3 separate regions of the Mus musculus genome follow, and regions 1 and 3 are each linked to region 2. A link is a contact called in public Hi-C data. All regions are on one chromosome and are shown on one strand. Each heading gives the region's core, a stretch centred on a gene start, on an enhancer-like site or on the middle of the called end of the contact. The rest is flanking DNA. Distances are from core to core; before and after follow the strand shown.

Region 1 (4,504 bases), core at 203-2,702, 620 kb before region 2:
CTAGTTTTCTTAGCTTTTTTCATCTGTCCCTACAAGTTCTCTCTTTCTTTCCAGAGCCTTTCATACACTTATTTTCATAGTTTATTCTAATAATGTCAACATATGGAATCTATATATCAATCCCATCCCCATTTTGAGGTTACATTGCCTTGCTCCTCTCTCTACATATATCAGAATATTTAATAGATCAAATATTATGTTTCAATAAATAATTAAGTCCCACTTAAATACTAGTTGATATAAAAAATGTAAGTGATTTTAATGTGCAGTATTGTGCAGAAGAGGCAATGAAGCAAACCCAGCTGCTCTTATGAGAGGTTAGCTTAATGGTTGGACTTCACAAATTCCTGACACTCGGGCTGAAAAGAACTTATTCTGCCTTCATTGTGCAAAAGATGTGGTTTATATTGGAGACCTGTCTTCCTTCCTGGAGCAAGTCCTGTAACCTTCCGAAGTTACCTGTTGCTTAGCAATAGAAGCAGTATATGATCTACCTCTATACACATGAACACTAGTAAGAAACTTAGTAATAAGGACTTTCCATGTGATTCTCAGATGCTCATATCTGTCCTTTCTCTGCCTTCTTCCTGGTCACAGGAACTCACCTTGACGGCACATACTCTGTCCGTCATGGTCCCATTACTCAACATTCTTGCTATCTGAGGCAGGTGCCAGCTGTTCTTAGAGTCATAGTCACATGTCCCACTGGTTTGACAAGTCCCTTAATGGTGCGCTCTAACACATAAATGTGCCACTGTTGTGAGAACTTTTCACCAGGTGTATTATCTGTATAGAGTGCTTGTGAACATCTAGGCATTTGCTCCTCATCAGCCCCACCCCTTCCCACTGGACCTACTGCCCATGCTTTCCAGTTCTGCTTCCTGGCAAAGATCAGGCTCTATATTTCCCCACTGTCCTCTCCCCATCATTGCTGCCCACCAGTGCTTTCATCACACTGAGACATATTGCAAGGGCTCAGTACCCAAGAGACTTTGCACATTAGCTCTATCCTCTGTAGAGTTCCAAGGTCACCAAGAATCTCCTGGCCTCTAGAGAATAAGTTTAAAGAAAAAATGATGTGTGAGTTGTGCAAGTCTGCAAAGAAAAATTCACTCTGAAGTCAGCAATATGTACCTTTTGGAAACTGTTCAGGGTGGCTGAATGCTGACCCATCTTTATTTAGCTTCCTCTGTTTCTGACACTGTGTGACCTTCTTGGCCATTGGCCCTTTCCTTTTTGTGGTCAGAAAGCCCTTAGATATAGCTGAGGTCAGGAGTTGACCCTTCACCTTGACAACACACTGTCGAATTTATATTTGATATGTGTTTGAATGCGGTTGAATCCTTGACAGTCAGTGCCACAAAAGCCCAAGGAATCTATTGCTTTATTGCAGTTGAAAATTTGCCTAGCCACAGCATTGTCGCAAAACTGATAAGAGGTTAAGGTGACCTTAGTCTCTAATCTCGTTATCACTGATAAACGTCTAACTCTTCCCTCTGGAGTACACTGTACCACTGCTCAGCAGTCACAATGTTCAGGGGCAAAGTAAGGACGACTAAGGGATTCAATTTTTACTGGATCTTTTGATGCAATGTAAGTGAGATGATCTGGGAACCAGACCCGTCTCTGTCAGGCAGTGCCAGGTGAACAGGCTTCTGGGCTGAGCTCAAGCCTCTGTCTGCCAGGTTTGTAGGCCTCTGCAGAGCCAAAAGTGCATCAAAAATAATAGCTGTTGCATGGAGTGTTAGGGGAAAGTTATGTCTCCCAGGAGCTGTGGAAACTCAGAAGACCAGCACAACCATCATTCTCATTTTTCAATTCTTCTTTCAGCCAAGTTAAGATTATATTATCCTATTGCTTAAAACCCCTATTTTTGGAACTGCAGCAAAAAGATTCTCCACTGATTGATAACCACAAGTCAAAGGGAATTCAAGCAGCACTTAGAGAAGGAACAGATGAAAGGGTTCAGTGTGCACAAGTCCATCAGCAGTGTACTGACATGTAGTGTGGGTTTATATGTGGGGAGAATTGAGAATTGAGGTGTATATTTGCATAACTGAGCACACCTGCTAGAGATGTGATCCCTCTGAGCCTTGTCTCTGCATGTTCTGGATGTGTCTGTCGTACAAGGTGGTCAAAGATGTCCTTATTGCCTGAGAGGCCAGGGTGCCTGTAAGAGGGTTGCTCTGCTCCGTGCTGTGACCTCATCCTCATGGAGAGCCACTATAAAGTTTTTCTTGCCTAGGAATCTAAGTTTATTCAAGAAGAAAGTCTCAGAATAATGACTTCCTTGTCCATCCAAAATGATGGAGACAGACAGGAACAAAGTCAGAAATGCCTGGCTTTCATCCTGCGTTTATAAACAGTTGCTTCAGAGGTCCAAGTTGCAGAGCCAATGCTCTTTAACAAAAGCAGTTTTGAAGTGCCTGCATTTTGATCATGAAGTAAGTGCCAAAGGCCTTTGTGATGTGACAACAGCAAGCTGCAGTGAGCTATGTATATAGAAGGCCAGGGCCATCTGAACACATGAGGACACATACGCAATGTTGGACAGAGAGAGTCTGCAGGATGACGTCAGCCAAGGGGATTCCTGTTGAAATAAGTTACTCCGGGTTTTCCTTCTAACCCTTGTAAGGAAGAAATAAAGGGATAACCGTGAGTAAATAGAAGACAAACACTTGTAAGCTGTTCAAGTTTCTAGTATCTGGAGTGATCTCACTCAGTTGTCTGACATTGCTGTGGAAAGTGTTTTATATGCACACTTTAACTTGCCCGGAAAATCCCTTAAGGCAAGTATTAATATCTCCATTTTATAGATCATAAGGTTAAGGCCCAGAACCCAATGAAGGGGCATGCGTTAGGAGTCCTGGAGCTTTCCAGAGATGATGCTGCGGTTTTGATGTCTTTGGGTCTTGTGTGAAGTCATTTGGACATAATGACTTCATCAGTCTATGCATTTAAAGGACAGTAACTTTTTACGCCTTTGTCCTTTCCCTTACCTGATGATACTTATCCACAGGTATATGTTTAGCTATCAAATAACAAGCTGACTAAGTTAATAGCTGGAACACTTACCAGCTTCCGTGGAAACCACAGTTCAGGGGCAGCAGGTGAAGACTACGTGTGGGGTTTCTGTGGCGGTATCTGACCTTGAAGGGCAGTAAGGTCTCTGATACTGCACTCACTTTTCTGTTTCCTATGAGTGTGGAGATGTGTGTGGGAGGAAGAAAGGGCATGTGCACCTGGGTGGCACCTTGGCCCTTTGTTAACCTTGTTAACTGGATTCCAACTACAGAGCTTGTGCTAAAGACCTTTTGTGTCATGTTCAATTCTGTTGTACCTTAGATTTTTTTTTACAGCATCTGTGGAAAAAAATGGAAACTGGATAGGTTCATGTTAAACTAAAGTCCTATCCATCTATGAGTATATTCTCTGAAAACACTGCATTTTTTCACATCACAAGTGATTACAATATTAATAATAATAACAACAAGAAAATAGAATCGATAACCAGCTAACACTAAAGAGTCTTCTAAGCTCCTCCACCAAATGCAATTAGTGTGGATTGATTTACTGTTACATATTGTGATGAGTTAATTGCCTCAAGGCAAGCTGGCTTTGAACTTGTGGTACCCCACAGCTTTATAATATTTATTCTTCTAAATTGTTTAATTTGTCTCTGGCCTTATTTGAAAACTGAGCTAGCTTTGTGCTTATTAACTGATAATGATGATCTGACTCCTGCTCTTTGGATACTGACCCTGGCATTGGTTTTGTTCCTGCCACATTTGACCCAGTGTAGAGCTGAGCACCAGCTTTGGATGATGGGGATTCTTAAAAGAGACAAAAGTATGAGCAAACTTTTAACCCTTGGCTTGCTAAACTTGTCTTTGAGACTCCCAACACAACACAAAGCTTCCACCATGAAAAGCCCGCCCGTGTTGCAGGGAGTGAATGGTATTTTCATTGACACCCATATCCTGTAAGCCTCAGACGTCCTTGTATATCTTGGTACAAAGGCTAGTCGCTAGGAACAAGAGTCCAGGAAAGCCTCCATCATTCCCTGTGCTTCTCTTTGTAAGTCCCATGTCTGTCTATATCCAATTGCTCCTGTCCTTCTGTTGCTCTTTTCCTGTCTGTCTCTTCCAAAACTCCATACATATCAGTATGTGGTCAGCAGAGTCACCTGTCTTTTGGCAGTACTCACAAGGAAAGCGTGGATCCCACCCATGACTGAAAATCCTGCCACCCCCTTACCCTCAGCCTCCACTCCTCTAGGCAGACCCAATATGGCCATGTCACCTGGTCCCCTGCTCCATGCTCAGCTTATACCTGCTCCACACTTTTGCTCTGCTCTGCTTCTAGATGGCCACAGTGGTCTCCTCTCCTTTAGTTTCAAGCCTCCTGCTTTGTTTCTGTAGGTTAAATGATATCTCCTTTGAAGCTTTGGTTTAACTTTTTGTTCTACTAACGACTCTGGGGCAGCACTTTCTAGGTTGCGCAT
Region 2 (4,394 bases), core at 388-2,887:
TAGTTGATAGCTTTGCAGTGATTCCTATGAATGCACATAGACTGCTTGTTCTCTTGATTAAGAAGGTCCATGCCTGACTCTCTCATATTCCTCCTCAGTGACTAACACAAAACCCAAAATATAGCTCTGGCTAAACACATAAACCTCTAGACGAATAAAACTAAAAAGGAAGGTCATGTGTACGTAGCATGTTCACGTTTCCATTTTGAAAGCCGATACTTTGACAGTTTATCAAGCTTAGCCCTTCAAGAACAGAACTGTGTCTTTTTGAAGAATTGAACCACACCAGCCAAGAACAGCTGCTGCTGGTTCTGAACACTGGAAGCATAATGACTTTGAAGGGGTTGTCTTTCTTCCACTTAATGACCCTAAACATTCAAGAAATTGGAATTGGCAGGGTCTATAGGGCTATTGTTCTTTAACGTACTGGGGCTTCCAAATGGTGGCTTTATGCTGCCAGCTAGTATAATATTAAAGATTAATAGGCAATAAAACAGAGACAGGTGGCCAACCATAAGTTGTCATGAACAGCACATGGGAAACAATTCCCAGTTTATGTTGCTGGATAAGACAGTGATTGGCCATAATGGCCCCTTGGTTTCCCAGACCGGCTTTCTCAGAGAGCCAAAGGTACTTGAGCATAGGCTTCTGATCTTACTAACAAGCGTCAGTCATGACACATTGATGATAAGAAAAGTCCCTTGTAAACCCCTCTGTAGAGAGCTTAGCATATCAGTCCCCCACTGTGTATGACCAATGGTATTTGAATGAGCCCGTTCATCTAACAAATTGAGCAACTGTCAAGTTGGACACTGTACATATGCATAGCTAATGTTACAGTGTTGTGGAAGATTTTTTTTTTGCAGCTGACACAGTATGTGTTGTTGTTTGTTTGTTTGTTTGTTTGTTTGTTTGTTTTTCAAAGAAACGATGTTATCTCCTAGTGGATGACAAGCATCCTCCTCCAGTAGAGCCCAGGAATCCTTTCCCAGTCAGTCCAGGCATCTCTCCAAGTGGATCTCAAACATACCTTCGCAACAGAGCCGTTGTATCTCCTCCCAGTGGAGCCAGATATCTCTCCTAGTGGAACTCCGGCATCTTCACCCAGTAGAGTCTAGGCATATATTTCAGGGACCCTCAGGCATCACCTCCCAATGCAACCTAGGCATTTTCCCCAGTGGAGCCCAGACATTTTCCCCTAGTGGATCTCCATCCTGAGCCCAAACATCTTCTCTCTGTGGAGCCCAGGTGTTCCTAGCATCTTGCTGATCTGACATTTAGTTGGCCTCATGTAAGATTCAAGCAGGCCTATCACATTGGAGAGGAAAAGGTGTTCTGAAAGGATACACATGGGGGGGAATCTTGTGCCTACTTACCCTGGATGTGTGAAAGAGAATACCAATTTTTATTTTGCCCTCGGTTTCCATGATCATCTTTAAATGTAAGAGCAATTTGATTTGATTTGCATAATTGTGGAGAATATTTGGAATGGTGTAGGGAAAGTGCTTAAGTGTAGAGCTGGCATTTAATAAATATTTAATTCTTACTTGTTTAAAGTGCAGGGTCATGTGCTCTCCCTGTTCCTTTTAGCTTGGGGCAGAATTTCTGCTGAGAAGAAATAAGGAAGCAGGGGGAGGGAAAGTCAGCATCGTTAAGTCATGTGAGTCATTTTTAGTAGCAGAAACTGAAAAATGGGAAACCTAGAAGTTGTCAACAAGAATCTGAGAAAGTTGGGTTTAAGACATGTAAATGGGCATTTCTTATCAAAAGATTTCCATGATGTTCAAGGAATTCATGGCCTGTGGCTGTTTCTTACTTTGTGGAAAATCTAAGTCTTAGGCTTATGGGGCTGTTGACTCAACCACAGTATTATGGTTTAAATTTAAAATGCTCCTCACCCCAGTTCATGTTTTGGGTGCTTGGACTCCAGAGGGTGGCACTATTTGGGGAAAATCCTAGAAACCTTGGGAAGTGAGGCCTAGATGGAGAAAGTGGGTCACTGGGCAGCTTAGTCATGGCTGGTGATATAAGAGATGGTGAAAAATTGCTTGGTACACAATGGAGTTTTAGAAAAAAAGAATCTGCTAAACTGTGCCTTTAAGATGCTCAGTGGGTAAAGATGCTTGTGCACAGGCTTGGCAACCTGATTTTAGTGCCAGGATCCTACAAGATAGAAGCAGAGAACTTTCTCTCAAAAGTTGTATGGGATATAAATAAGCATAATTTTTTTAAAAAGTTGTCTGACTTTCATATGTGCATCTGCACACACATACACATACACAACACATACACACATACATCATGCCAAACACTGATGCACTAAACACAAATACACACTAACAGGTATATTCACCTGCATACACACACACTCAAACACACGAATACTTACATGCAAACACACGAATACTTACATGCACACACACACACATATACACATACTCACATGCACACTCACACACACATACATACACACACACATGCACATGCATACCCACACATGGACACACACTAATAATTTGAGAAATTTCCTAAACTTGGTTCATATTATTTGAAATGTACCTACTCTTCCAAGCTATTCTTTATTCTATCATTCTAGGGACCAAGAGTAAACACGTGGTCTGAATTTTTTCTACCAATGTCATGGGAAATTAACAATAAATCTTACTATTAAACAATTTATAATTTACCCCATACTGTTATGCTACGTTAATGCATTAGGGTAGACATAATGACCAATTTATTGGCATATTAAATGAAATAAATTTTTGAAAAGGAACTAGTAATTTTTTTAAAAGGTTGTGTATCTCAGAAATGACATGAAGAATAGAAGGGGTGAGATTTCAACAGTATTGGTGCCTTTCTGGACTGATATTTTAATAACATCTTCCAATGCCTTAATGCTTGAAAGAGTATTGCAGAAGTCACTTTGACACATCATCTAAGTTCCTTTGGGCTACAGCTCTCTTCAGATCTCAAATGTGTGGCCACTGAATCGTCTTCCTTTCAAAACGCCCATAAAAGTATGTGTAGTTTTACAATATGAGTCTGGTGTGGTCCACATGAAAAAAAAAATCCATTGGGCTCCCAAGTGCAGCTCTTAGTAGCAGCTTTAGTCAAAGGGAAATGTAGAAGACTCCATGGACCAGGGTAGTCTGACTGTGATGAGCACGGTCCTCAGGGCTGCATGTGCTCTTTCAAGGCATAATGATGTAAAATGGAATTGCAATTGTGCATGCCCTTCCAGATGCCTTAGTTGGCTTTTTGCATAAATTGGAATCTGCTGTTCACCCATTGAGCCCCTCCTCAAATATGACACCTTCTAGTTTTCATTAATCATCTCAAAAATTCATTTATTATTCCTGGTTGGCTCTGCATCTAGAGCTCAGAAATGATATCTATAATCATCAGGATTTGAGGACAGTGAGACAGACCAGTCTTTACAATCATTTCCATTCTTTTAGACATGGTCTACATCTCAAACCTGTCAAATCACATGAAGGCTGATAATGAAACAGGAGATGTGGATACCATTTAAACGGGCAGAACTTCCTGGAGATTAATATTCTAGCAATTTGGGGTTTGAGTTTTATATAGAAGTCACACTAGATGTAAAGAGTTTTTTCCAAGAAAAGTTTCAAAATTAATCAGTGCCTAATTCTAAATTTTTCTAAATTTTAAAATCAGAGGTGAAAAATGAAAGCTAATCTTAAGGTCATTTCTGTTGTCTCATATGCAAAGTGGGTAAGAATAAATCCCCCCACTCCTAAGATTGAGGATGGATAATAGATCTGACAACCTCTCTCATATCATATCTTGAACATGGAGGATGGAGAGAGAGAGACAAACAAAGGAAGATGAATGTATGAACAGTAGACAGACTGAGAGCTGCTTACTGATGGTGAAGGTCAAAGCTTTGCCCCTATGCCTGTCATTTATTCGCTCCTTAATACATGTTTATTAGTTAGTTTTTTAAAAGTTTTGTTTATTTATTCATTTATTTGTTTATTTTATGTACATGAGTACACTGTATCTGTTCAGATGGTTATGAGCCTTCATGTGGTTGTTGGGAATTGAATTTTTAGGACCTCTGCTCGCTCTGGTCAACCCGACTCGCTCTGGCCCAAAAATTTATTTATTATTATACATAAGTACACTGTAGCTGTCTTCAGACACACCAGAAGAGGGTGTCAGATCTCATTATGGGTGGTTGTGAGCCACCACGTGGTTGCTGGGATTTGAACTCAGGACCTTCAAAAGATCGATCAGTGTTATTACCTGTTGAGCCATCTCACCAGCCCACTTTGTTTGTTTTAATGCATGAGTCATCAGAATGCATCTTCTTTTGGGATTTTTGTGTGTGTGTTTTAATTTTTTAATTTTTCTGAACCTCAAAC
Region 3 (4,070 bases), core at 1,076-3,575, 560 kb before region 2:
ACGTTCCAAATGCAGAACCCTGAGATCTGCACACTTTGAAGATTGGAACACATTTTAATTCGCCCCGCAACGCTGGATTATGTTCTAATTATCCCTCATGAATGCTCGGTTCCCTGTGACTTCTGGGAGTGGCATGGCTTGGTGGGAGAGCTGTTGTTCCCACTGCCCAGTGTCCTGGCGTGGGATCTGTCGTCCATCTGAACTTGTCACCCCAGCAGCCCACGGCAAGGTCCTTTCTGCTGGAAATTTCTCAGAAAATACAGAAAAAAAAATATAAAGAAGGACACACAAAGTTCTCAAGAGTTCTATCCTTTGTATGTTGGGTGAGTTTATTTTCAATGTGTTTAAGTATAAACAGTCCCTGAGTCGGTTTACTTATCCATATGACGTTTTTTTTGAGTCACTTCTGCTCAAGATTCAACCCGGAGAAGGAAGAAGGAACAAACCAGAAGAGGAGGAGGAGAGGAACTGAGGGTTCTGCTGGAGAAGTTGAGGCTGCAGGCCGATTGTGGACAGGCCCTCCTACACAAGGCCAAGAGGAGATTAGAATTATTATTTTTTATGTGGGAAAGGAAGTGGTTAGGGGTTGAGCAGCCCTGCCATGGGTGTTCCTTCACTACTGCCAAGGCTCTGGAGCTGTGACCCCAGCCACTGAAGTGATTTGACATGGCTTTGTGTCCTGGCTGGGAAAGAAAATGTCAGTGCTGCTCACAAAGTCAAGGTGGGACCCTGTAGAGTGTCGTGCTTCAGGGCTGGCTGAGAGCTGCCCACAGCAAGCTCGGACAGAAAGGTTTAATATCCCTTTCCTCTTCACACTCTTCTTCAGGAAGAGTGAAATAGCATCTCATCTATGCCCAAGCTTGTCACCATCACAGGACCAAGCATTCTCCTTACTTCTTCAGTGGGAATGAGCCACAGGTGGTAAGCTGGGGTCCTAGGCTTCCAGAATATAAGAGGTGAATGTACCTCTGTCCAAGGGACAGTCCGTGGTCTCCAGCACTCCAGCCCTTCCCCAACCCTGCAGTACATCTTCACAGCTGCCAGCCAGGCCCAAGGCCAACATTCCCTTGCTATTTCCTTAGCTGGCAGGCTTTCCTGTTTTTGCCTTGTCCTTTGTGCGGACAATGGGGCCCGTGAAAGCCCAACTAGGTCAGATGGCTTCTCTACTCACCATTGTCCCATGGCTCCCCCTTCCTGAGGAGCACAGAATCCTGAAGTTGTCTTGTTCCTAGGGATGCTCTTTGACCACAGCTATCCCTGATTATCCTGTAGCAAAACGGCAATGCTGCCCACCCACCTCTGACTCTATCTCCATCAGCCTTCATCTCTGCCTTTATTTTTCACCTGTCTCTCTATAGCATGACTGGCCCCTGACCAGAATGTGTGGACCAAGAAGGTTCTGCTTTGCTCACTACTCAGCTGCATAGCAGCACAGCACCTAGAATACTGTTTCACATGTATCTGTTAGGTACATGGAGAAGAGATGAAGGCACTAACGTAATGTATGAGACCTGGTCTGATATGTGATGTCCACTGTATTCCCTGACTCCTCAAGACTTCATCAATAGCTCACCTGTCTTTCTACCCCATAGCCTGAGCTTTATAAGTTGTGTGCTACTCTGAGTTTTAAGTCCTGCCATGGAATGATCACAGAGAAAGAGAGGCTGCCCTTTGGCTGCATCACTGGACACTGGAGCCACAGACCAGGTCTCTGCAGTCTTCCCCATGGGGACCACATAACCACCACCATTCCAGAGTGCCCGTTTCAATTTGAGAAGAACACAACAGCGGCAGGGTATATGTCGTGTACCTCTTTTCAGCCAAAGGATGGGAAGTCTGCCCAGAGTTTACTGGGACAAATAGTCCTCAGAATGGGGATTGGAAAAATGGAATAATATGCATCCATTGTCCTCACCACACACTGCACTTCAGAGTGCACAGGCTTTGCTGAAAGCTAGCTTACGGAGAAGACAAGATTGCTGTGTGCAGTGCAGGAGGTAATCTCTCTGTATCCCAGGGGATGACTCCATCTGTCCTTCCTCCCCCGCGGCAGGGCCAGCCTGCGGAGACAATGGGAGGGAGGATAAATGGCCACATTGTAACTTATTTGATTTTGGATGGGTGGAAGGAAAGGCTTGATGTAGGGTGTCAGTGTCTGACATGAGCATGTCAGGCGCTGTGTGATGAGATAGGCAGGCACTTTTGGTTCCAGGCAGAGAGAAGGACAGGCGGGCACCCCTCCAAGGGGGTCACAGTAGGGACCAAGTGCTGGAAGCAGGGAGTGTGGGAGGATGCTGAACGGGGTCATTTAGTCACAACATGAATATTAATGAATGGCTATGAAACACACATGGAGCCCAGCCATGGAGTTCAGCACCATTCAGCTCCTGACTCTTCTTTGCACTGTGATAATAAAAGCTCCATTCGGCTGAGGATGGGGAGAACACCAAGATGACTCGCATTTCCTCTTAATCATCTCCAGGGATAAAACATGAACTGCCCATGTTGTGTTCTTAGCTGCCAGAGGCACTCCAATGGGATGGGATAGCTTCCTTTCCAGTGGCATCATTTTTTTTTTTTGGTCTATGTCTCTTATGTCCAGTTATTCTCAATGCCTGAAGGACAATCTTTGCCCTTTTGCTCTGGTGTGCCTTACTCTTGCAGGTCCCTGGTACGTGAAGCTGCTTGGCATTAAAATTTTCCAGAGCTGGTGATATAGCCTTTACTCTCACTCTTTCTGTGCAAGGAATAATATTCACAACTCCGATCTCTTGATATAATGTGTTGTTGGTAAAATGGAAGGGAAAGAGAGAACAGGATGCCTTTTGTTTATTTCAAACACCCCCCACCCAGCCAAATCAACACAAAATGGAAGGAATAGTCTGTTCTGCTGATAAACATTATTGTAACTTCTCATGAGTATATAGGGACATCCTTGTGGATGGATAATCAGAAACTGAAGTTCCCATTTAAGGTTGGGTCTCATACATACCTGCCTTTCTTTCTTTGTCTTCAGTACATTGATACCTTCCTGATGCTCCAGTTCCCAGGCGGTTTAGCTTCTCTGACCTCCAGGTTCTCTCCACTTACAGCTCCATTTTCTTTATCTCTTCTTTTCAGAACCCCACCTTTATTGATAAAACTTTGCTGGATCAAATGGCTCCCCACCTAATAGAGCTTACCTTCCTAACAGGGGTGCTCCTTTCTCAGCTGCAGAGACTCTGTACCCAGAGGGAACCAAGTCTTAGACTCTGCGGGAGCTTAGCCCTAATTCTTACTTCGTGGCTTTTTTAGTGGAATCCAGGAGAGCACTTAGCTACTGAGATATCATCAGAGGCAGACAAATGAAACTAGAATTAGATATATTAGGGAGTGTGCCCATGATGACTTCTAAGCTCTCTACCCCATACCATACTTGTGTGAATGGCTTTGGGGTTCTGAGGTTGTCAGTTAACAGATTATCCTGCTTCTTGTGGCTCAGATTTATCTCTTTACAGTTTATTCTGCCCCTTCAATGTAGCACCTGTGATATTCAGACTTCTCTCCTTCTGCACTCCTTTCTCAGCAGCCTCCAGTGTGTGTCTTTATGACCAGTGATGGCGAGGCAGGTGGGGACCTGTGTAGAGTGCTGATAGCAGATACCTGTCCTAGTTTGATGAGGTTAGTGATATGGTTCAAGGCACTGAGCTCCTCTTGGAGAGGTAACTGTTGTGGATTGCCCTGGTGCAATTTGTATTTTATGCTAATTCTACTTCCTTAAGAGGGACTGCCCCATAAGGAGGGGACCACATACTCGGGTGATTTTATGTGAACCTTCTCCCCATTTAAACTGGTCCAATAAAGGCTAGAGCCTGTGGTTGGGCAGTGGAAGGGAAAGGTAAGGCTGGAGGTTTAAGAGAGGCAAGAGAGGAATGGAGAAGGGGAGATGAGGAGACAGAAGAGATGGAGGAAGAGGAGGTAGAAGAAAAATGGAGCAGAACCACGTGGTCTGGAGGAGCCACAAGTAGCCAGGGAGCTCATAGCTGGGGAATAAAGTAGTATAGTGGTGTATCTGCCCAATCTAGGCATGA

Evidence for each region. A called contact is a pair of places that touch in the nucleus more often than the background predicts.
Region 1: a contact with region 2 is called in a Hi-C map of bone marrow-derived macrophages, with 13 read pairs. The contact joins two enhancer-like sites.
Region 3: a contact with region 2 is called in a Hi-C map of bone marrow-derived macrophages, with 21 read pairs. The contact joins two enhancer-like sites. A contact is called at or near these places in 1 of 484 Hi-C or Micro-C datasets (bone marrow-derived macrophages) and 1 of 9 other capture datasets (bone marrow-derived macrophages).

What each region holds. Positions count from the first base shown.
Region 1 is chr15:68,131,484-68,135,987 of GRCm38.p6, reverse strand. The region is part of intron 11 of Zfat (zinc finger and AT hook domain containing); the gene reads left to right. Among named protein-coding and RNA genes, the nearest start is that of Zfat, 130 kb to the left of the region's middle. Within about 2 kb of position 1,452, at least 5 of the 459 cell types and tissues checked have an H3K27ac peak or open chromatin away from gene starts, as enhancers often do. A contact at or near this core is called in bone marrow-derived macrophages, where this site is marked.
Region 2 is chr15:67,511,509-67,515,902 of GRCm38.p6, reverse strand. No RefSeq gene overlaps it. Among named protein-coding and RNA genes, the nearest start is that of 1700012I11Rik, 290 kb to the right of the region's middle. Within about 2 kb of position 1,637, at least 15 of the 459 cell types and tissues checked have an H3K27ac peak or open chromatin away from gene starts, as enhancers often do. A contact at or near this core is called in bone marrow-derived macrophages, where this site is marked.
Region 3 is chr15:68,069,601-68,073,670 of GRCm38.p6, reverse strand. No RefSeq gene overlaps it. Among named protein-coding and RNA genes, the nearest start is that of Zfat, 190 kb to the left of the region's middle. Within about 2 kb of position 2,325, at least 46 of the 459 cell types and tissues checked have an H3K27ac peak or open chromatin away from gene starts, as enhancers often do. A contact at or near this core is called in bone marrow-derived macrophages, where this site is marked.